Regions from separate parts of the Mus musculus genome. Here all the other regions are linked to region 2. The links are chromatin contacts, called in public promoter capture Hi-C maps. All regions are on one chromosome and are shown on one strand. The core of a region is the stretch at or near the end of the contact, and the rest is flanking DNA. Distances in the headings are between cores, read along the strand shown. Region 1 holds the start of Zfp646 (zinc finger protein 646). Region 2 holds the start of Rabep2 (rabaptin, RAB GTPase binding effector protein 2). Region 3 holds the start of Kat8 (K(lysine) acetyltransferase 8). Region 4 holds the start of Pycard (PYD and CARD domain containing). Region 5 holds the start of Vkorc1 (vitamin K epoxide reductase complex, subunit 1). Region 6 holds the start of Rgs10 (regulator of G-protein signalling 10). Region 7 holds the start of Armc5 (armadillo repeat containing 5).

Region 1 (2,986 bases), core at 443-2,942, 1.4 Mb before region 2:
GTGAGGCTCCCGGCATGCTTATAGGTCTTCCCGCACTCACTGCACCTGTACTTTCGCTCCCCCTCAGTAGGAAGAGGCTCAGTGGGCTCCTGGGCCTCTGTGAAGTTCACTACTGATTCAGCCAAATACTGTTCCAAATTGCTAAGAAGGTTGCTCGCTGGAGTGGGGAGTGGTGATGCTCCTTCGGAACTGACGGCGGGCACCCAGTCCGCCGTACCTCCTTTAGAATCTGGCTGCATTTCTAAGCCTTGTCTTTGTTTGGTAGGTGGATCTTCCCACGTCCCTGACGCTGCCCTGGGGTCAGCTCCAGATTCCCAGTCATGTGTCTCTCGTACCAACTTCGTCTGATTTTCCCAGCCTTCCCCAGATCCAAGCCTCTGACCCCAGGAGTCAGTAGCCATGGTCTCACTCCCAAGGTGTGGAGCGGTTTCCATGGCATGTGGAGGCCCGTGCCTTCGGTGGCTCTCAGGAGCATGAGTCCTCATATGGCTCTGGAGGGCCAAGCGATTAGAAAAATCCTTGCCACAGGTGGTACAGGGGAAAAAAAGAGTCTCATGGTTCCTCTGATGGTTGGCCAAGTTCTCCGGGTGACTGCCATAGGGGTGAGGGATGCCATCGGCTTCCTCCCCGTCCTGCTTAGCAGATGAATGGCGCAGTTCTCGATGCCGTGCCAGTTCTGGGAGGTTAGGAAAGTGGCGCTGACAGTCAGAGCAACTGAATGAGAGGGGCATGTCCTCCATGAGGCAAAGCGGTAGAAAACCCCTGGAGGCTCAGGAGGGACAGACAGGTGGCAGCAGCATTCTCTCTGCAGAAGGGCTGAGGCCTAGAAAGGGGGGACAGTAGTCAGAAGGAAGGATCGAGTCAGTTTTGTTTCTTGGTTACTAAAGCAAGTCGCAAAGAGGTTCCCCAAACATCCATGCCAAGGGACCCGCTCTCTCTTAGGTCTGGAGGTTCAGAAAGCCTCGCTATGCACAAACTCCTAGAAATGTTCCCCCAGGTTTAAGTCATCTCTAGAGCCTGAGAGAAATAAGGAAAATAAAATCTGGAGCCTAGACAGACTGATTTTGTTTTTTAGGTTATATATAATGGATCTTATTGATCTTCAGACTGTGCACTCTATCATTCTGACAACCTAACAAAAATCTATGAGGTGTGTGTTTGTTTTTGTAACAACGAACCAGAACTATTTGCTTTTGAGATATGGTCTCAGCTCACTGTAAAGTTCAAGCTGCTCTGGGATTCCCTCAGTCGCCCAAACTAGTTTCACACTTATGAATTTTCCTACCTCAGACTCCTGAGAGTTGAGATTGAAGGAGACAGCCACGACTGTTGGGCAGGCCTTACACAGACGTGCAACCTTTCTTTCTTCACTCTTCAGCTAAACCGAGTGGTCTGAAAAGAATGGCAGAGCAGCTGCTTTCTTCAGTGGTCACCTATGTGTTGTAGAAGGTAGAGGCCCTCTTAGGGACGAACCTGGCTTCAGTGGTCACCTATGTGTTGTAGAAGGTAGAGGCCCTCTTAGGGATGAACCTGGCCTTTTCAGCATCACACTGTTTCCCTGTTAGGCGTTAGTTTTACTTCCTTTAAGTACATTTAATCCCATTCCATTTCAGGTTGAAAGTTCATTTTATTCTCTGCCTTTTCTATCCCCTACCTACCTTACCTTGCTGTCTCCAACACTTTTCATTCCCTCTTCTACTTTTTCTCTAAATTATGATAGCAACTCAGGCTGGACAGTACCATGGGCCAAGCACTGCTGTTACACAAGTGTATTTGGGGTGGGTGGGTGGCATTTCAGACAGGGTCTTACTATGTAGCCCTCGCTTCCCAAACTGGGACTAGAATCATGCGACACTATGATAAGCTTGTAAGTACATTTACACCACTAAATCCAAAGCCGTGTTACCTCGTTTTTTTACATAAACTCACTTCAAGAGGCAACCTTCATTCCAAAACCAGCAGCAGCTATTCATTTCTGCCACATCATCTGGCCTTTCTCCGGGGCTGACTAGTCTCCTGGGACCCTAGCACAACTATTTCTAATCTCACCAGCTGAGCCTGGTCCCAGAATTCTCACTTCTCAAAACTCCTTCACTCGAGTCCCCTTTTCCTAACCAACCACCATCACATTCCTGTAGAGTCACTCGTCTTTTCTGCCAATTTCTTCTCTAGATCCCTACCTCGCACCAGGAGTGCCTTCTGGTTCCCGCCGCCGGCGCGTCCGTTGGAGGTCGTGAACGGGAGCGCGCCTGCGCACTGGGACCCTTACCCTAACTGCAGCCGCGAGCCATAAGTGGTGGCTGGTGCGAGAGTTCTCGAGCCCATACACACGCACACTCAGCCAGGGTACCCGGGAGTGGTAGCTGAGGGAAAGGTGCGGGAGAGAGGAGGAGGTAGAGGGAGCAGGGACAGCTGGTATGAACCCAGAGTCTAGCCCAGTTCCGCGGACACTTCCTATTGTTACCAGGAACCAGGAAGTGTCCTAGATGCTAATGCTTCCCCGCGAAACTTCCGCCTGGGAACACTTCCTGTCCCTCCCGCGGGCAGTGTTTCCGCACGGACACGCTTCCGGCGCTAGGTTCCGGGTGGGCCCGACTGTTTGTTTTCTTTTTGTTGTTTTGAGACTGGGTCTAACTCTGCAGCCCGGGCCGGCCTCGAGCTCGGAGCAATCCTCCTGCCTCAATTTCCAGAATGCTGGAGCTCCCAGGCAGCGTGAGCCCCCACGCTCCGCTGCGGGCGCAGCTCTGGCTCCGCCCACGCAGGTCGGCGCGGCGTTCGGATGGATTTAAGCCACACTTCCGTCCAGAGCTGCTGAAACCCTTCGCGTGCTTATTCGGGCAGTACGGTCACAGGAAAGACCCTGCAGCCCCGGCTACGGCGCTTTGGTGACACTTTTCACGAGGTTCCATAAAAGCTTCTTCCCAGGGCTGGCGTGGAGGGATCCTCGCTGAGTCCTTTCCTCGCTGTTAGAGGAAATGTGGACTCG
Region 2 (3,281 bases), core at 335-2,834:
GGGCAGGTCTGACATCCTTGAGGACACTCTAACCTCTGCCCAGAGGAGAACAGGAAAAGGCAGAGGACCTGGGACCAAGAAAGCTGGTGTCTCCCAATCCACAGAGGCCATGAGACAGAGGGGGAGAAGGAAGGAGATGCATGTATTTGTGTAGGGTGCTGTAGGGATACCTGGGAAGGAAGGGAAATCATAGGACTAAGCTCAGAGACAACAGGCTGAGTTTCGAGCCTCGAGGCCCAGAGGAAAATGAGGGTGGTTCAGAGAAATGCGAAGTTTCTGGCTCGTATTCTGGGCTGATCTTATGTCAGCAAGAACAAGAAATGATACCCATGGGTATCATGGGTAAAGATGATTGCTACACTTAGCTGTGACTGACAAGAGTTGCTGACAACACTTGTGGTGTTTCTCTGCAAAATAGAAAGGGGCACTCAGGTTCTGGGACACAGTCTTTTCTCTGTTGAGCTACCTGAAGCTCATCTGAAGCCCTCCTCGCCCTGCATTCCCTGCTAGAGGGGCGCAGGCAGACAGGCTGTCGGGTGGGTTGTGTTGGGAGCGGGTGCCTCACCTTTCAGGATGGCCTGCAGGGAGGCCACCTCCTCTTGGCACTGTCTCTGCACTGCAGCCACTGCCTCCGCCTTGGTGCTCTCGCTCACCTCAGCTACAGCCTTCATGGTTTCCATTTCTGCCAGGGCACCGGCCAGTTCGGCACGAAGCCGACTGAGCTCACTTGACTCGGATGCATCCTTTTGCTTCTCTTGGGGCTGGGGATCCAGCGCTGTGGGGAGCGGGGAGTGGGGGGGACAGTGACCAAGATTTATTCCCACGGCTTGCCGATCTCCTAACACCTCAGGCCACCCAGCAGTCCAGTAACCCAGTCCTACTCTCCATCTACAAGGACCTCATCCCATTCCCCTGGTCCTGCCCCTCCCGGAGTCCCAACTAACTTGGCTCGACCGTCCAATCCCTTCCAGTGGCCCCGCCTCGCCCCCTTACCTGCCCCACCCACAGACACACCCACCGTGTAGGCCACGCCCACCCCGGTGGGCGCTGTGCCCCGCCCCCTTCCCGAGCCTCCGCGCTGGCCGGCTGCCGCCAGCAGTCGCATTCGGCTCCGCCCCCAGCCCCCTGCTCCCCACGTGCGCAGCGGCGCAACTCCCGCACCGATTCCTGGCCGCCGGTGCCCCCGATTCTCACCTAGGGTTGCTGGCGCAGCTGCCATCGTCTCAGCCCAAACGGCGGATTCCCGCACTCACTGGTGATGGCACTCCCGCTTCCGGGTCCGCTCGGCTGTTTCCGGATCCGCTCGGCTGTTTCCGGATCGGCTCTGCAGGGGCCGCGGGGGGTGGGAGGGCGGGATGGTCAAGAGACGCCGACTGCACTCGAGTGGACGCGCGGCCTGGATCCCGCCTTTCTTGCAGCCTCGTGGGACCGCCCCCGCGCTCCCGCGCTCCCTGGAAGCTCCGAGGGCTTCGGGTCTGCGGTAGTCTTCTCTGGTGCTGAGGATCTGCTGAGGCTCCACTCGAGGCCACCTCCTGGAACGCCTGGTCTTAGTCCTAGAGGACGCTGCGCGCGGCCTCCTCCTTCCCTCCGCCCGGCCGCCCTTCCGCCGTAACCCGACTCGCGTTACTGCGAAGTGTGCCCGGCCCGCCCAGCATCTCCGCCCCGCGGGCCAGGGCTGGGTTGGCGTTCTGAAGCTTGGCGCAGTCAGTGGCAGAGGTGCGAAATCTACGTGTCTCCAATCCCATTTTCATATGGCTTCCTGCAAATCTCTTTCTCCACTCCCAGGGCTGTAAATCTTTCAGCCTGGGTCTGGGTCAATCTCTCATTATGTATGACCTCTCGCTTTGGAGAGTCACAGCAATTCAAACAAGTACAGAGCCTGGGTCCCCCTGCCTCCAAACCGGTTTTCTATAAAAGACTTTGAACCTGGAAGTCCTTGATTCTTTGTGGTCTCCTTGGAATGCACACCAGTGTACTTATACCAGGATGCCTTCCTCATTTCTCCAGCACTAACACCCAATCGTAGTACCCATCACGCCTGAACTAGCAAGATAACCCTTATCTCCTCCTCCTATGTGCCTACTGGTGGGCTTTTAGTGTTAGAGGGAGCCCACTACAGATTATCCCCAGACAGCCTGTGGTGGTTTGAAAATGCTTGGCCCAGGGAGTGGCACTATTTGGAGGTGTGGTTTTGTTGGAGTGGGTATGGCCTTCTTGGAGAAAGTATGTCACTGTGGGTGTGGGTTTTAAGACTCCCTCCCGACCCCCACCCCCGGCTGCCTGGGAGCCAGTCTTCTGTCTTCAGAACAAAATGTTGAACTCTCAGCTCCTTCTGCATAATGTCTGCTTGGATGCTGATATGATCCTGCCTTGAAAAATCTCATGAAAGAGATTTATTGGAGGGTCCTGGGTGTGAAGAACAAATCCAGGGGTGGCTGCCCTCTGTTCCCAGGAGCAGACAGCACGGAATTAAATAGAGGGCAGAGCTTAGATAGGATTTCTTAGGGGTGGAGCTTTTCAGGGCAGAGAGTTCCAGATTAAGGATTGGTGGGATTTCAAGTCCTGACTTTGGGGAGCTCAGGGATTGGTGGGGTTTTGCGGGAAGCCCAGAGATTGGTGGGTTTCCCTGCTTAAGGATTGTTGACTCCCCCCCCCCCCCCCCCCGCCTTCCTTTTTTCCTGCATCTAGGCTATGGGTTAAGGTAGGAAGTCCTTCCTGGCCACAGCCGGCTTTTACTGAGGCACCACCTCTGTAGGGCCGCTGGCGAGGCTGGAGAGCTCCTGCTGTAGTAATTCACCAAGAGTGTAGGCCGAGGCAGGAAAGGCGTTACCACCGTGGACAGCTCCTGCTGAGGTGGGGGCGGGGGTAAGGAAATGCATCCGAGTGGACAGCTCCTGTGATGGCTGCAGGCTGAGAAGGCCTCCTCCCTGCCACCATTTTGACAGGAGCTGGCATTTTTGATAGCTTCTGCGAGGGCATTTTATTGTGGCTGGGGTTGACTGCCGCTTTGACATCTTTTGCGGGATGCCATTGAGGGACTACATTGTGGGTAAAAGTATTTGCTGTGGGAGCCCGATGACATCGTTTACAGCTTCAGCACCCACAGCAAAGCAGATTTCCTCTTGGTTACAGGCTAGCCTTGTAGAGGAATTTTAATCCAGCAACCTGGCTGCTCTGGCAAGGAATCACATCCAAAGATCTAGGTGTAAGTTTTATTCTATTTTTTTTTCTGTATATTCAGCGACTTTTAGTGGTTTCTTCATACACTCTTCTCCTGGCTC
Region 3 (3,035 bases), core at 355-2,854, 1.5 Mb before region 2:
GAGATCTGAGACCCTCTTCTGGGGTGTCTGAAGACAGCTACAGTGTACTTACATATAATAAATAAATAGGGGCTGGTGAGATGGCTCAGTGGGTAAGACACCCGACTGCTTTTCCGAAGGTCTGAAGTTCAAATCCCAGCAACCACATGGTGGCTCACAACCACCCAGAATGAGATCTGACTCCCTCTTCTGGAGAGTCTGAGGACAGCTACAGTGTACTTACATGTAATAAATAAATAAATTTTAAAAATAATAATAAAAAATAAATAAATAACTTTTTAAAAAACAAAAATTAAGAGATGAGTAAGAGCTAGCCAGGAAGACATGAGATTACTTATAGCAAGAGCAGGTGATAAAAGGCACATAAACACATAGTTTTGGCGGGCAGAGCAAGATTGGTCTGGCAATAGCCCTTACTAGAAGTGCCTAGAAACTGGAAAGGTCTCAGACACCTTTAATCCCAGCACTTGGGAGGCAGAGGCAGGCGGATTTCTTCTGAGTTCGAGGCCAGCCTGGTCTACAGAGTGAGTTCCAGGACAGCCAGGGCTACACAGAGAAACCCTGTCTCGAAAAAACAAAAAACAAAACAAAAAACAAACAAACCCAGTCTAAGGAGTTTAATTATGTTTTGAGACAAGGTCTCTCTATGTAGTCCTGGCTCTTCTGGAACTTGCTATGCAGACCAGGCTGGCCTCAAACTCACAGCCTTCCCAGGGCTGGGATTAAAGGTGTATGCCACCATGACCGACATTTATTCGTTTAAATTAGATGTATTTATCGTATTAGGGGGTGGGGGATACTCTTATATGGATTCTGAGGGCAAACAGTAAGAATCATTGTCTCCTTCTACCATGTGGGTCCTGGGGACAGAACTCAAATCACCAGACTTGGTGACAAATACCTTTATGTCCTGAGCCATCTCAGCTCGGAGTTTATTTTGAAGCCAGCAGCTTGAGGTTTATTTTGAAGAGGGAAAGAAAAGGAAGAAAAGATAAGGAAGATAAGGAAACGTGTTTTTAGGAACTGGGCTGTCCTCTTTGCTGGCGATGAGGGGGCAAGAGAAATGTAAAGACAGACAACAAAACACCAATGAAGGAACAGATATAGCAAAAAAAAAAAAAAATGAAGCCTGAAATCGAACCAGAGTGAATGTTCACAGGCCAACTCTGTATTCAGCTGACTGGTGGCTTTACAGGTGAAAACAAGCATGGCCTGACTCCAACCTCCAATTACAAAGTGGGCTTCTCAGCTCCCGAAATCCCGCCTTCTTACCTGAGTCACCACCCTGGCCCCAAGACTCCCAGCCCCACAGAGCGCCCATTCCTAGGCCATGCCCATTCCCTAAATCCCGCCCCTAGGCCCTGGGCCCCGCCCTCACGCCAGGTGCTATCCGGCCGCCGGCACAGGTACGTTTCTCCGATCTCCACGGTGACTTCTGGTTCGCCACGCGCCGGAGTCGGCGGAGAGACCCGGCCCGGGGACCGGGCAGGCCCCTCGACTGCTGCATTTTCCCCCGGGCCGGGCTCTCCCTCCCCTACAGTTCCTGAAGTTGTTGCAGCAACTGCAGCTGTAGCTCCCTGTGCCGCCATTGCTGTGCCGGAAGTGACCGGCCAGAGAGCCGCTTTTATTTCCGGATCAGTGGGGGCGGGCATAGTCTTGCGTGTTGGAGGTGGGGAGGTTGTGACGTGGCAAGGTTTTGTTTTGTGCGTACTGCGTGTGGCTGTTGTTGCTAAAAATTGGCCCAACTTGAGACAGGGTCTAATTACAGTCCTAACTGACCTGGAACTCGCTATGTAGACCATACTGGCCTCGAGATCCACCTGCTTCTGCCTTTTGAGTCCTGGTATTTAAAGACGTGCACCGCCACACCCGGACTTAGCTATTTTTGTGGAGTTGTTTGTTGTGACATAGCCCGGGCTGCCTACACACTTGCTGACCTAGCTCCTCCTGCCTTGGGTTCCCGAATGCTGGGATTAAAGGCGAGCATTCCTATTTCTTGAGAAAGGTTCTCAGAGGCTAGCCTGAAATTCATTGAACGTGCAGCAGTATCCTGGGGATTACAGTTGTACTCTATCACTGAATTAAGTTTTATGGGATGCTTGGGGCCAAAACCCAGGGCTTTTTATATGCTACCCACTCTATATTTGCGTCTCTCGCTCAGGGTGGGAGCAAAAACCAGTTGAGACAGGAAAAGAACAGGTGTGCCAAATAAACTACCTTCAAAATAAACTTACTCACTCTTTCTCTCTCTTTTTTTTTCAAGACCGGGTTTCGCTGTGTAGCCTTGGTTGTCCTGGAACTCACTCTGTAGACCAGAAATCTGCCTGCCCCTGCCTCCCATGTGCTGGAATTAAAGGCCTGCACCACCACTGCCCGGCAACTTCTTTTCTCTTAAGAATTTCATGTAGCGGGGCTGGAGAGATGGCTCAGCAGTTAAGAGCACTGACTGCTCTTATGAAGGTCCCGAGTTAAGACCCCATGGTGGCTCACAACCATCCATAACAAGATGTGACACCCTCTTCTGGAGTGTCTAAAAACAGCTACAGTGTACATGTATTTACATATAATAAATAAATAAATCTTTGAAAAACAAAAACAAAAAACCTCGAGCGTGGCCAGGGAGAACCTTGAGTGGTTGTCTAACCTCCACCTTTCAAATGTTGAGGTTAGGATGGCACCACACCAGGTTCATGCACTGCTAGAGATTGTACCCGAAGCTTCATTAATGTTAGGCAAACACTACCACTGAACATCTCCAGCCAAGAAGGGTTTGAGCAGGGAGACAGTGCCTGGAGAATCTGTAGTGACACTCCTCCAAGTACAGAATACCAATTCTCTGAGACTCAGTAAAGGTTAAACCATATATACATATGGTTAAGTCATAGCTTTATATAAGCTATATAGCAGCATTCAAGGTAAACTTATTGGTAGATGAATTGGAGTAACACATGTCTAATTTGCTGTTTAACTTCACCTTTCTACACACACACACACACACACACACACACACACACACGTGTTTTCCTTAATTACTG
Region 4 (3,201 bases), core at 523-3,022, 1.6 Mb before region 2:
CATCATGGGGAGAAAACAGAGGGTAAAATAGCAGGGAAAGTCATGTTGGGAACAGAAATGAAACAAATAAATGCACGAGGCCCTAGGTTTGACCAGTTATTTTTAAAAAGACAGAAGCTAAGCTGATAAGTTATCAGACCAAGGTGCTCTTGAGTCCATCGTCCCTTTTGTACATGGCTATCTTTCCCATTAAAAGGACTGTCAAAAAGCATGTAAGTGACACTTATGGAGGATCCCAGCCTAAAGAAGAGTTGAAAATTACTTAGTAATGACATTTGACTCTGAGGAATCTGGGGACTCATAGGAGTAGGAAAGGGACAACATCCTTTGTGTAGGCTGTAAGATGCATATATGGCCATAATGATCTGAAAATTATGGAGGGATCAATGAGGAACCATAAGCCATGAGTCAAGGTACACTGGCTATCTCACCACAATTGCTGCTGGTATACCATGCCACAAGGATGGACACTCTGTCACCCTGCAAACTTAATCCATAGTTGTAAAGTGTCAAGAGTTAAAACTCTGCTGGTCCTAGTGGCACACACCTTGATCCAAGCACTTGCGATGCAGACACGTGGATCTCGAGTTCCAGGACAGCCAGGGCTACAGAATGGCATCCTGTATAGAGGAGGGAGGCTCCTTAAGCCAGATGTGGTAGAATACACCTGCTATTCCAATTCCAACCAGTCAGGGGGCTGAGCAAAAAGGATCAGGAGTTCAAGACTAGCCTAGCTTACACAACAAGGTTATCTAAAGTAAATAAATAGGCAAAGCATTAAGTGGTGACTAGGTAGCGGGCCCTTGGCACATGCTGGGCATTATAACAACCTCCCTAGCCTCCCCTCCCCCACAAAAGCACAAGAGCTACAAAAAAGTAGCTTTGTTCACTAGCAGCAATATGATCTAGATGGGTAGATGGAGGACTCTTAAGACTGGACTCTCGGAGGAAGTAACATTTAACCTGAGGGTTGAGGAGCCAAGCATTTGTCTGAGAGAGAAGCAATTTCAAGGTTTAGGGAACAGCATGTGCAAAGAATTGAAAAAGCAACTCCAGAGGAACTGAGCTTGAAGATAAGGGTAAACTGGCAGTGTGGTATAAAACAAGACTGACTAGATCAAAACTGGGATGGACCAGTAGACCCCCAGCCATGTTTAAAGCCAGTTAGGAATTCTGGGTACAGAGCAGGCTCCAAGGTCATCCTAACCAGCCCAGGAGTAAGGGGGTAGCTAGCTGTCTACTCAGGTCTCTACACTCCAGTTGTCATCACACTACAAAATATTTAATAGCTGGGGCATTTGGTAAGGTTTCAAGAAGCCTTAGCCCTTCCAACCCAACCCATCATGAGCCCAGGTCCCCCACCTTCTAGCAGATGTGAGGCTGAGAGATGGGAGTGACAAAAACTTTTAGCTGAAAGAAACTAAGGTGAAGACATAGTCACTCTCTTTCGCACTTCATTTTGTCCAAATCTGTGGAATTCAAGGGGCTTAGTGTTCTAGCTGTTAAAATTCTAATATTCAATGGCATGTGAGTGGATCCTAAGATCTGGGGAAACAAAATTTGGGGCGTCTAGATTTCCAAGATTCTAAACCTCTATGCTCCAAGAAACTCAACAGAAACAGGTTGCTTTTCAGCAACAGCTGGTTTGCAAGTAAGCTCTATTGAGTCTCTCAGCATCTCCGGACCTGCCAGAGTAACAACTTAGCTCCACCCTCTGTCCCCACCCCACTTCCTCCACCAACCCACCTCCACCTAGTTTCTTCAGCCTAGCCAAAAAGCCAAGTCTGAAAGTCTTAGGGGCGGAAACCAAAACTAGTTTGCTGGGGAAAGAACAGGAGCTGTAAGAAAAGAGGGTGGGGGAGTCCCAGCATGCCCATCGGCCTAAGCAGCTGACTTCCTGGTCTTGGCGGGCTGGCAGCAGGCAGGCTGCAGCAGGCGAGCAGCAGCAAGAGTAAAAGGTGACCGCGGCTGCCCACCCCAGAGCCATGGGGCGGGCACGAGATGCCATCCTGGACGCTCTTGAAAACTTGTCAGGGGATGAACTCAAAAAGTTCAAGATGAAGCTGCTGACAGTGCAACTGCGAGAAGGCTATGGGCGCATCCCACGCGGGGCCCTGCTGCAGATGGACGCCATAGATCTCACTGACAAACTTGTCAGCTACTATCTGGAGTCGTATGGCTTGGAGCTCACAATGACTGTGCTTAGAGACATGGGCTTACAGGAGCTGGCTGAGCAGCTGCAAACGACTAAAGAAGGTGAGTGTGTCCCCTTGTTCGTCTACCCTCAACTTCCTGCACACCAGCAGAGGCTTGCCTCTTTGGCGCTTAACTGTTCCTCCTGCCATAGCCAAAAAAAAAAAAAAAAAAAAAATCTTCCCTTTGTAGCCTTGAACTTAGCACCGTGGGTGGAGTGGGAGTGAACCCCTGAAAGTCTGTTGATAAAGATCCACCTGGCATTTCTTTGCAGAGTCTGGAGCTGTGGCAGCTGCAGCCAGTGTCCCTGCTCAGAGTACAGCCAGAACAGGTGAGGCCTCCCCACCCTACCACACCCTTGCACAGCCTATCTTTGCCTATGTAGTCATGGTGGGTGGCTTTCCTTGATTCTCCAACCCCTAAAACTGCGTTAGTAAATTTTGAAGCAGTTTTAAACACTGCTTTCACTTCCACCCTCAGGACACTTTGTGGACCAGCACAGGCAAGCACTCATTGCCAGGGTCACAGAAGTGGACGGAGTGCTGGATGCTTTGCATGGCAGTGTGCTGACTGAAGGACAGTACCAGGCAGTTCGTGCAGAGACCACCAGCCAAGACAAGATGAGGAAGCTCTTCAGCTTTGTTCCATCCTGGAACCTGACCTGCAAGGACTCCCTCCTCCAGGCCTTGAAGGAAATACATCCCTACTTGGTGATGGACCTGGAGCAGAGCTGAGGTATCTTTTCCAGCTACATTATCTAGCTCCTGACTTTGTATACACAATTTTTGAAAAAACAATTTGTATTTGTGTTTACTCTCTGGGATGTTTTTGCTGAGCTAAGCTACATTTCCAAAGGCCATATGTGGCCCAGTGGTAGAACATATACCAAACATGCACAAATCAGTCTCCAACACCTAAATTCCACAGACCCAAGTTATGGCTTCTCCATTCTAGTGCAAAGGCTTCTCAAATGATTCCTGGCTCCCCATTTGGGAGCTTTTCCCATAT
Region 5 (3,408 bases), core at 887-3,386, 1.5 Mb before region 2:
CTGCACTTGAGTCTTCTCAGCTGATATCACTCTGCCCATCAGCCTGAGTCACTGGAAATGGTAAGAAGCCATAGCACACTACCAGAAGGTTTTTGGTGTGTTTCTCTCTTTGGAGTTCCAACAATCAGAGCCCAACTAAGCAATGTAAGGTAGGCCAATGCATGTGTGTACTTAGCAAAGGCTCCTTCATCATGTGTCCTTTCATGTGCTTGCTTTAGCAGAACATCCTCTCTCCTGTGTCTGCTTCAGTGAAATGTTTCTTCACGTTTGTGACAGCAAAACACCGTCCAACACAACTGACTCTCCAAAGAACCCATAAGTTTCTACTTCATGACTCTCATCAAAAGAAGCAATACAGAGAAGAAGGGAGGAAGCGAAGAGACAGAGTGGGGCTGAGGCTCCTCAGCTCAGCTGGGGATGTCATTTCCTGGGAGCTGCAATGCCTCTGCTGAGGATGCTTCCTCTCAGAGCTGTGTGGCTCTTGGGCCCCCATGTCTCAGGATGCCCTCCCATTGGAATACCTTCTCTCCTCAGCTGTGTCGTTCCTGGGCTTCCGAGTCCCAGGATACCTTCCCATCTGAGCAGGAACACTTACAGTATCCACCACACTCTCTGACGTAAAAGAAGTAGACCCGAGAAGGAGAAGCCATGGAGAGAGGGCAGCCATCAAGGAAGAAAGAGTTCCTTAAAGCAGTAACTAATATCACTTGGAAGTCAAACTTTTTGACTCTAAAAATAAACATTAGACTCAATGTTCAAGTCATGCTTGCAACTAGGTGTCAAGGACATGCTCAAGGGCAGCTAGTTTGTCATGTGAGCATCAGTAAGACGTAAGGAAGACTGGGAATGTAAAATCTTCCCAAAACTTGGCTGTGAAGGGATTAGATTAAAGACAACTGGAGAGGGAGCTGGTGAAGAAACTCCAGGCAAATGGGAAGGGTGGAAAGGCAGACAGTACAGAACTGACAGGTCCTCAGTGGGGAGGGGGGGATATTTGTAAAGGGGAGATAATATAAGAGGGATTGTTGGGTTGATCCAGGCTCAGGTTTTGCCAAGAGTGCGCCACAGTGGTACAGAGGTCTGGGAAATCACAGGAAAGTATGGCCTAGATAAAGGAATTTATTGTGAGAGGGAGGGTGCCTCTGCCCACAAGGGGCGCTAGTGAGACACGAGGGATGGCTGGCGGTGATCTTGAAAGACAGGTTGTAGACAAATGGTATCTGAAATAATTTCGGGGAAAATGCTTCCAGAGTCGTATCCCTGCTTTCGCGGAATTCCATTCGTCTATTGACCCGTAGGTTCTAGACATACCAGATGCATAGACAGAACTTGTCATAAAAAATGTGCTAAGCCGGGCGTGGTGGCGCATGCCTTTAATCCCAGCACTCGGGAGGCAGAGGCAGGAGGATTTCTGAGTTCGAGGCCAACCTGGTCTTCTACAGAGTGAGTTCCAGGACAACCAGGGCTACACAGAGAAACCCTGTCTCACCTCCCCCCCCCCCCCAAATGAGCTAAACGGGAGATGGTTTAGCAGTTAAGAGCACTGACTGAACTTCCAGAGGTCCTTGAGTTCAATTCTCAGCAACCACACACGGTGGCTCACAATCATATGTAACCGGACCCAATGCCCTCTTCTGGTGTGTCTGAAGATAGCGACAGTGTGTTTGTGTTTGTGTGTGTGTGTGTGTGTGTGTGTGTTACCGTCCTGTTAATAGTAGCTTTACAGAGCCGGGCATGGTGGCACACGCCTTTAAATCCCAGCACTTGGGAGGCAGAGGCAGGCAGATTTCTGAGTTAGAGGCCAACCTGGTCTACAGAGTGAGTTCCAGGACAGCCAGGGCTGCACAGAGAAACCCTGTCCTTGAAAAACCAAACAAAACAAAACAAAGTAGCTTTACAGCACTACATACTCAAATTTCCCTTAATGTCTTGCAGCCTCTCCAACTACAATTCCCATCATGCCCGGCAGCTGCGTTATCAATGATTACCCACATTCCTAAATCCTGTTTACCAGCCCAGCATTCCTAGCTGTCATGCCTAAGAATAACCAATTGAATTGGAGAACGCCAGCGGAGGCCGACCAATCTTCCGGTAGGAGGGGCGTGGTGACAGCAGGCCCCGCCCTGCCCCGTGGCGATTCTTCCCTCCTGTCCCTGGGCTGTACTGTCGACATGGGCACCACCTGGAGGAGCCCTGGACTCGTGCGGCTTGCACTGTGCCTCGCTGGCTTAGCCCTCTCACTGTACGCACTGCACGTGAAGGCGGCGCGCGCCCGCGATGAAAATTACCGCGCGCTCTGCGATGTGGGCACGGCCATCAGCTGTTCCCGCGTCTTCTCCTCTCGGTGCGTGCAGACATGGAAAGCATGGGGCTCTTGAAGGCCAGGTTACCAGATAATTTTGGAGTCTGGGGTCGCAGTGTCCACAGAAAGGACACTTTGAGAGCGGCCTGGCTCCATGGGTTTTGGTGGGTAATCGGACGTGCACACTGGACCTCACAGAGATACTGGTGCTTGAACGCTTTCTGAGGATACTGTAAATACCAATGATGGGAAGACTGGAGGAGGCAGGGCAGTATATTGCATAGAGACTGAGGAAACTTGAGATGATACAAAGCGGGAGGAGGGGGTGGACTATTGGCTGTGCTGAGGGGACAAAGTGGCTCACTCTGTCCGGGTTGGAGGACCAAATGTTAGTGGGTGGTGAGGGAACTGTAGCTTTGTAGGCCCAAGCAAATAGATTTCCCAGTTGTGATCACCGTAAAGCGAAATCAAGCTGGGAAAAACTTTTAACCTTTCATTTATTTGTTTGTGAGGTGGCACATGCATGCCACTACATGCATGTGGAAGTCAAGAGAATAACGTTCGGGAGTTGAGTCTCTCCTTCTTTGTGGGCTGCGGGGGGATTCGATCCAGTTGACAGGCCTGGCAGCTGATACTTGTTTTTCCTGAGCCATCTCACCAACTCCTGAAAAATTATTGATAGTCTGTGATGACAGGCCACTAAGAGCCCCAGGACATGCCAGGTCAATGCCCTTTGGACTCTTAGTAGGTGGAGCTTCTTGCTAATCACTGTTCTACAAAAAAGCTCAAGAGGCACTTGGCCTACCCCACTTACCTGCTTCTTTCACTTCCACCAGGTGGGGCCGGGGCTTTGGGCTGGTGGAGCACATGCTAGGAGCGGACAGCGTCCTCAACCAATCCAACAGCATATTTGGTTGCCTGTTCTACACCTTACAGCTGTTGTTAGGTGAGTGAGTGGCTTTGCCCCTTCATGACCTGTCTTCTGAAATCCAGAGCAGCCCCACCTCGTGTCGTGTCGTGTCGGTGACCCAGACAATTGACACCCAGCTGCTAATTACTGAGCAATCTCATCACAAGGAGTCAAGAAAGCAGAACACTTAGCAGGA
Region 6 (3,164 bases), core at 452-2,951, 2.0 Mb before region 2:
ACCAGGCTTGCTGCCGGCACGGTGGGAAGAACCTGGCTGCTAGTGCTGCTGGCTTTGGCTGCCTGTGTCTAACTTCTACTCCATTGTGCTAGAGTCTCCTCCTTTCCTGTGTTAGCTTCGGTGTATTTGTGATCAGCCTCTGGGGACGCTTTCAATGGAGGTGGGCAGGGAAAATTTTGTTACTGTTCTCAGAATGCAGTGATCCCACTGGGATGGTTTGGTTTTGCCTTCTCTCTCTCCTTCCTTCCTTCCTTCATTCCCTTCCCTTCCTCTTTCCCTCTCTCTCTCCCTCCCTCCCTCCCTCCCTCCCTCCCTCCCTCCCTCCCTTCTGACTCCTTCCTTCTGACTCTCTATGTAGCTGCCTTAGACATTGCTATGTATATCAGGGTGTCCTCTAACTCAAAGAATCTTCCTGCTTCTGCCTCCGGAGTGCTGGGGTTGCTGGGATTAAAGGAGAGCACCATTATGTCTGTGTCTGTGTCGGTTTAGGCTCAGCTTTTACAGAGCCTATGACCCAAGAGCTATTTCAATGGCCAGGAAGCTTGGGGGGGGGGCGGGCGGCAATAGCAGCTGGAGACATTCAGAAACCCCGGCTTGGAAGCCACACTGATGGTGCTCACCTGCAAGCCGCAGCTGAAGACCTCTGCAGCCTTCAGGGGACGGAACATCCTCTTTGGATAGCACAAATGGCCGTGTTTGGAAATGATGGAGTGGGGAAGGGTAGGCAGAGAGATGGTGAATAACCACAGAGGGCCAGGGCTGAGGTGGCGTTGGGACTGCAGGGTGGACAAAAAGGGAGGAAAATAGAGCAAAATGGGAAGCTCAGAATAGAAGATATAAAGGAAAGTGCCAACTAGTGAAAATCCTGCGAAAGAACGCGCGCGGGGGGTTGGGGGGGCGACTGGGGAATGGTTTAGAAAAATAGCAATTAGCACAGCTAAAAATAAAGACCAATTTCGAGACAAAGCCAGACCCACAAGGAGAAAAATAAAACTCGCCAGAAAGACAATTCCTTGCAAACCGAATGCTCAAGAAAATGGGGCTAACGACACCCCCCTCTTGGGCTGTTTGGTAAAAAGAAATGGGAAACTAGATGAGCGTGGAGCGCGGCGCTGAGCAGGTGACTGGCACCAGGAGGAGCGTTGAGCCCGGCGCTGGGATCTACAGGATTCCGGTAGTTGAGCGCAAAGGTTCTCCTGAGACTGCACCCAAGTGTCGTCCAAGTTAAAAAATGTGCTGGCGCGCTCAGATCCACTCTGAAACCGCAGAGGCTCCAGACAGCGTTCTCCGAGGTTTGTCCCGGGGCTTGGAAGCCCCGGCACAGGCGTGGCGTGGGCCAGAGTGGGCGCCCACTCGCGGCGGCTTGGCTCGGGACTCTGGTGACGCCTCCCGGGCATTCGCGGCGTGAGCAGGCCGCGCGCCCACGGAATCGGGTAGACCCGGGGGCGATCTGGGAGGTGACTCGGGCCTGGCAGGGACACCGAACGCTGTATGTCTCCAGGCCGCGAGGGGAGGGACCGGGATGTGCGCGGGAGCTGAGGGTCACCCGGGGCCACCGCGCCCTGCCCTGCGCGGGTAACTGAGGGCTGGACCCAGTGCCCACGGGCGCGGGTGGGCAGGGAGAGGGGAGCGCGGCGGGGAGGAGGCGGCGGGCGGAGCCTGGAGGGGCGGCGTCGCGCGGGCTCCTCCTCCTCCTTGCCCTCTTCGGGCTTAGCCGCCGCGCTGCCCGGCTGCTCCGTCCTCTGGACGCCCGCGGCGATGTTCACCCGCGCCGTGAGCCGACTGAGCAGGAAGCGGCCGCCGTCTGGTAAGCGGTTGCGGGCGCTTGGGCGCGGGAAGGACGGGGTCGCCGGGTCCCCTGGCGCGGCTCGCTGTGCCGCCCGGACAGCAGCCGCGCTCCTCCCCGCTCGCTCTGTCCCAGCCGCGGCGGGAGCGCAGAGCCGGGGAGCCGCCCGGGGAGGAAGTTGGGCTTGAAGCGGGAGTCAGAGCAGCTTTCTTTCTAGAGAAGGTCTGGGAACCACGGGAGACACATTAACAGCCCCTCACTCCGAGGCAGCGTGGGAAGCCAGGCTTCCCTCCTGCGTGCAGCCTCTTTCTCGGGCGGAATGGGAAGGATGCTCCGCCGGACCTCTGCATCCCCGGAGTGGCCGGCCCCGCGGCGCCAAAAAAAGTGGAGTCCCAAGGTGGCTGCACACCAGGGCGGGGGAGGAACTTGTGTGACACGGCGGGGGAGTCACTTTGTTTTTCCCCCTGAACCTGCCTGACCCACAGTTTGGGGCAACTTGGCAAGACAAAGAACCCACGGTGCAGAAATGGTGATTTGAATCGTGCCATCCTTTTTGTTCTTAATAACACCTAACACTCTTTGATGGCTTAGGTTGTGGCCAGGAGCTGTGTTGACACCTTGTGTGCTTTCTCTTGTCTTCACCATTAGAGCAGCCGCGTCGGAGGGGTGGGGCTCTAAAGCCAGGGTGTTGGGTAACCTGCTCTACTCTTAGCTGATGGATTTTTTTAAACGTAGGTTTATTTGCTTGACTCTGGGTTCGGGGTTCAAAGGCTTGCTTTTCTGTCGCCCAGAGATTCACTACGCTTTAGCCGGTTTCCTCTTTTCACGTAAATATCAAACGTGGTTAAGCGGCTGCAATCAGACATAGACCCAATCCCTTGGCCACCACTCGACAGCTGTGCAACTTCTTTGTGACTGGGGATGTGCAAAGGGTAGCTTTAAGTGCTTAATTGGAGACTCCCCCCCCCCCATCAGCCACATGCAAATCATTTCATTAATTATTTAAGACAACCCCACTAAAGTCAGATTCCATAGAGTTATTGTAAAGAGTTTGCACTGTTGTCTTAATATGCGTTGAAATGCTCCATTAGTGTTCCCGAGTGGTCACATTCCCTTGTGATGCTGATGGCTGACACTGAGTGGTGGTCAGATTCTAGGCACCGGAGTTAAACTCCAACCTTGACTCTGCCACTCCGCCACACTGAATAATGAATGTCCTTGGACCTTTCTGTGCCGCAGAGCTGTGCTGGTGCTGGCTCAGTGTAGCTTGCAAGAACCAATTGCTAAATGTTCAGGGCATCTGGGAACTGGTTGCTACGTCATAGGTGGACTGAAATGAACTGTGGTGGGACATATCAACATATGTCAGACATCAAGG
Region 7 (3,379 bases), core at 397-2,896, 1.8 Mb before region 2:
TGTCGGGTAGCTATTGTTATTACACAAAGAATTCTTGCTTTGGAGGGGTTGGGTGATTTGCTTGGTATGTCTGACTTTTAAACTCACTTTCTAACTTTTAAAACTACACTTTCTGGCCTCCTGCTCTTCCATGTGAAGCCTTGCACAGGGACGGGTACTGTCCCCGAGAAGCACCAAAAACAAAGTATAAGCCACTTGCTCAAAAGTGAGGCAGGAGTCAGTATCTACTTCTGGTCTGGGCAGGTCCAGGTCTAATTTATGGAGAGAGCAGTGACGTCACATAGCATCACACCTGAGGAGATGAGTGGCGCTGCACCATCACAAAGCATGTACTCAGAGGCCTGGCATAATGGAAGGGCAGCGCAGATACTGTGGGTTGGAACCTTTCTAAGAAATGGGGGCGGAGCACTTACCCAAAGGGAGAATGCCTCCAAGTCTCCGCACTTCGGCCCGGCACGCCCCTTCTGTACAGCAGTTGGCTAGAATGCTGAGCGCCAAATCCAGCGTCTTGCGCAGGCGCATTGGCAACGAAGGCGTCAAGAGCGACTCGGCAGCGGGGGCGTGGCCAGGGGTAGAACCAGCTGACGCAACCGACGAAGGGGCGGAGCCAGAGGCTGCTTGGGACGGGGCGGGGCCCGCAGCAGCCGTTCGGCGGAGCAGGGCGAGAAGGGGGCGGAGCCCGCCGCGTGCCCGGAAGCGCTCAATCCCCTCTGCCGCCTTGATGTGGCGCGTGCGAAGAGCTAAGAGCGCGCGGCCCAGGGGTGTCTCGTTGGTAGCTGGGTCCTTTCCCCCACCTGGCCCCTCCCCGGCCGCCGCCGTGAGCTGCGCGAGGCAAAACGAGAGCGAGTCCGTAAGGGCCGGTCTCGCAGCCGCCATCTTGGCCCGGGCCTCAGGCTCCGCCCCGCGTCTCGCCGGTACTCTGAGAGAGCGGAACTGGAAGAGGGGGGCGTGGCCAGGCTGCTCCTCGGAATAGCGCCGCCGCAGTTATCTTGCGAGTCGGAAGTTCAAGTTCTAGATTCTGGAACTCCGGTACTTGCACAGTCGCAGAAGACATGGCGAGAATGGTATTTATCTGTGGGAAAGTAAGAGGCGCGTGCGGTGCATGCTGGGATATGTAGTCGGCGCCAAGCTTAGTGCAGTTTAAGTGGGTGAGAAACTCCTCCCGGGGCCGAAGAGTGAACTGTTGCTCCTAGGATCAGACGCCCCGCGGTGGAGTCTTAGTGCTGTCCTGTGCTCCCCAACGTGACTTAGCCACTTCGCTCCCGGTACGTCCTTGTCGGCGACGTTCAGACTTGATTGGCAACCCTCAAAGCGCGGTGATCAATGGCTCCGAAAGCCGGACTGACAGACTCGCAGAACCCCAAGCCGTTTCAAAAGTGCTAAGTTCCCGACAGAAAGGTCTCGCCAAGCGAATGAAAGAGTTAAACCTACCGGGAAAGTTCGCTGCCACTTCCTAGAGTCTCTCGGGCTTGGGGACCTTTCCGTTTCCGGTACCGGCCTCCAAGCCTCCAGTGCCCCGTTCTCCAACTGTGCTGATGAGTTAAACGGGTGGCATTTAGGAAACCGAGCGCTTTTCGGCCGCAATGGAACTTGCGGCTCCAGAAGTGACCAGGGAGAATCTAGATGGGGCTAAGCTGCTGGAGAACCGGACGTCAAAATTCCCGGGAGCCCCCAGGTCGCCCCTGGATCGCGAGACCGCGCTACATGAGCGCCCCCTCCTGGCGCGGCCGGAACAACCAGCCCCCGTGGAAAAAATGCTGGACCAGCAGTACTTATGTAGGTCAGGCTCTGGCCCCAAGGAAGAAACCTTTGTCAAGACCAGTGATCCTGCAGTCCCCAAAGCTTTCAAGTGTAGGGATTGTGGGTTGGCTGTACCCAGTCTCTCTGATCTCATTCACCATCAAAGCAGCCATGGGTGTGACCGCCCTTACAGCTGTCCAGAGTGTGACAAAAGCTTCCGGCGTGGCTCAGATCTGGTTAAGCATTACCGAGTTCACAGTGGTGAAAAACCATACCCCTGCCCAGAATGTGGCCGTTGCTTCAGCCTCAGCTCTAATCTCACTAAACACCGTCGTTCTCACTCAGGTCTCCGGCCGCACAAGTGCATGGAGTGCGGAGAGGCCTTTGGTCGCAGTGCAGACCTAGCAAAACACCAGCGGGTGCACACTGGGGAAAAGCCCTATGCGTGTGCTGAGTGTGGAAAGACTTTCAGGGTTAGCTCCAACCTGATCCAGCACCAGCGAACTCACACTGGTGAGAAACCCTACCGCTGTGGCCTCTGTGGCAAGAGTTTCAGCCTGAGCTCTAACCTTTTACAGCACCAGCGCTGTCACACAGGCGAGAAACCCTACTTCTGTGCCTGGTGCGGAGACAGCTTTGGGCGAAGTTCCTATCTGCTAGAACACCAGCGTTCACACACGGGTGAGAAGCCCTACAATTGCTGTGAGTGTGGCAAGAACTTCACCAACAGCTCAAACTGCCTACGGCACCAGCGCACTCACAATGGAGAACCGCCCTTCAGGTGTCTTGAATGTGGTCGTGGCTTTAGTGAGATCACCATGTTCACTGAACACCAGCGCATCCACTTGAGCAAATGACCTTTCCAGAATGTGGCAAAAATCTCACACCACAGTTCCATCAATGTTCACACATGGGCAAGAAACCCTAGAAGTTTCCTGATTGCAGCTAGTATTTTTGTGGACACCAGCCTATGCACACAAGCAAAGGCCTTTCATTTGCAGGTTTGTCAAGAGCTGCAGTCAGATTTCCCACTTGCTCTTCTACCAGGTGACCCACATGAGCAAGAAGACCTCCATCTGCCCCTTAATAAGGCAAGCCTTTGCCCATAACGCTTAGCCTTGTCTAACATCAATGGGTGTTCCAAGATGAGAGTTTCTGCAGTTATCCCTGGCTTCAATGAAGGGACCAGAGTGTTGTTAGTTTTTTTTTTTTTTTTTTTCTTTTTTTCTACGTCCCGAAGGTGACTTAACTAAGGGCCACTAATGGGGTTCACAAATGGCATCTGGGTTGAGCCACAGGCTAGACGAACAGCACTAGAGCTGTGTCTGCCTTCAGAGAAACAAGATTTAAACACACACACATGCACACACAAAAGTCCTGTTTTCTGAGATTTCATTCAGAATCTCCATTAGCTAGACAAAAGTTTTTAGATGCCCAAAACCACATAGCTCCTGCCCCAGCTGCAGATAGGCTAACCATGACAAAAGCAACAACTCCTTTTTCTCTGGAGGAAGAGGATTACAAACCAGGCAAAGTCCATGTGAGGACTACAGTAGCCAGAGGTTGGAGGAGGACCAAAGGGGATGATCAAAGGCTATGTCTTGGCAAAAGGACCGGAGAATTTGACCTTGGGATTGTT

What was found. Promoter capture Hi-C pulls out the DNA fragments that hold promoters and counts their contacts. Capture Hi-C pulls out chosen DNA fragments and counts their contacts.
Region 1: a contact with region 2 is called in a promoter capture Hi-C map of adipose tissue, with 2.5 times the contacts expected there. The contact joins the promoter of Zfp646 here to the promoter of Rabep2 in region 2. A contact is called at or near these places in 3 of 39 promoter capture datasets (liver and pre-B cells) and 1 of 9 other capture datasets (adipose tissue).
Region 3: a promoter capture Hi-C map of neutrophils shows a contact between it and region 2, with 6 times the contacts expected there. The contact joins the promoter of Kat8 here to the promoter of Rabep2 in region 2. A contact is called at or near these places in 5 of 39 promoter capture datasets (the C10 cell line, liver, neutrophils and 1 more) and 1 of 9 other capture datasets (adipose tissue).
Region 4: a contact with region 2 is called in a promoter capture Hi-C map of liver, with 4 times the contacts expected there. The contact joins the promoter of Pycard here to the promoter of Rabep2 in region 2. A contact is called at or near these places in 3 of 39 promoter capture datasets (the SN4741 cell line, liver and pre-B cells).
Region 5: a promoter capture Hi-C map of liver shows a contact between it and region 2, with 4 times the contacts expected there. The contact joins the promoter of Vkorc1 here to the promoter of Rabep2 in region 2. A contact is called at or near these places in 4 of 39 promoter capture datasets (liver, neutrophils and pre-B cells), 1 of 484 Hi-C or Micro-C datasets (B cells) and 1 of 9 other capture datasets (adipose tissue).
Region 6: a contact with region 2 is called in a promoter capture Hi-C map of pre-B cells, with 2.3 times the contacts expected there. The contact joins the promoter of Rgs10 here to the promoter of Rabep2 in region 2. A contact is called at or near these places in 3 of 39 promoter capture datasets (liver and pre-B cells).
Region 7: a promoter capture Hi-C map of liver shows a contact between it and region 2, with 3 times the contacts expected there. The contact joins the promoter of Armc5 here to the promoter of Rabep2 in region 2. A contact is called at or near these places in 5 of 39 promoter capture datasets (the C10 cell line, liver, neutrophils and 1 more).

The regions. Positions count from the first base shown.
Region 1 is chr7:127,876,407-127,879,392 of GRCm38.p6, reverse strand. It overlaps Zfp646 (zinc finger protein 646), which reads right to left and starts at 1,692. Exons shown (of 3, transcript NM_172749.4): 1 at 1,286-1,692; 2 at 1-823. The coding sequence starts at 740. Zfp668 (zinc finger protein 668) reads left to right here and starts at 2,557. Exons shown (of 3, transcript NM_146259.4): 1 at 2,557-2,986.
Region 2 is chr7:126,427,070-126,430,350 of GRCm38.p6, reverse strand. Rabep2 (rabaptin, RAB GTPase binding effector protein 2) reads right to left here and starts at 1,584. Exons shown (of 13, transcript NM_030566.2): 1 at 1,195-1,584; 2 at 566-775. The coding sequence starts at 1,219.
Region 3 is chr7:127,911,086-127,914,120 of GRCm38.p6, reverse strand. It overlaps Kat8 (K(lysine) acetyltransferase 8), which reads right to left and starts at 1,604. Exons shown (of 11, transcript NM_026370.2): 1 at 1,379-1,604. The coding sequence starts at 1,589.
Region 4 is chr7:127,992,438-127,995,638 of GRCm38.p6, reverse strand. Pycard (PYD and CARD domain containing) reads left to right here and starts at 1,772. Exons shown (of 3, transcript NM_023258.4): 1 at 1,772-2,256; 2 at 2,468-2,524; 3 at 2,674-3,201. The coding sequence starts at 1,986. The coding sequence ends at 2,927.
Region 5 is chr7:127,894,345-127,897,752 of GRCm38.p6, reverse strand. It overlaps Vkorc1 (vitamin K epoxide reductase complex, subunit 1), which reads left to right and starts at 2,136. Exons shown (of 3, transcript NM_178600.2): 1 at 2,136-2,344; 2 at 3,139-3,248. The coding sequence starts at 2,172.
Region 6 is chr7:128,416,709-128,419,872 of GRCm38.p6, reverse strand. It overlaps Rgs10 (regulator of G-protein signalling 10), which reads left to right and starts at 1,701. Exons shown (of 5, transcript NM_026418.2): 1 at 1,701-1,807. The coding sequence starts at 1,759.
Region 7 is chr7:128,235,624-128,239,002 of GRCm38.p6, reverse strand. It overlaps Armc5 (armadillo repeat containing 5), which reads right to left and starts at 1,646. Exons shown (of 6, transcript NM_146205.2): 1 at 414-1,646. The coding sequence starts at 876. 9130023H24Rik (RIKEN cDNA 9130023H24 gene) reads left to right here and starts at 972. Exons shown (of 1, transcript NM_177001.3): 1 at 972-3,379. The coding sequence starts at 1,584. The coding sequence ends at 2,597.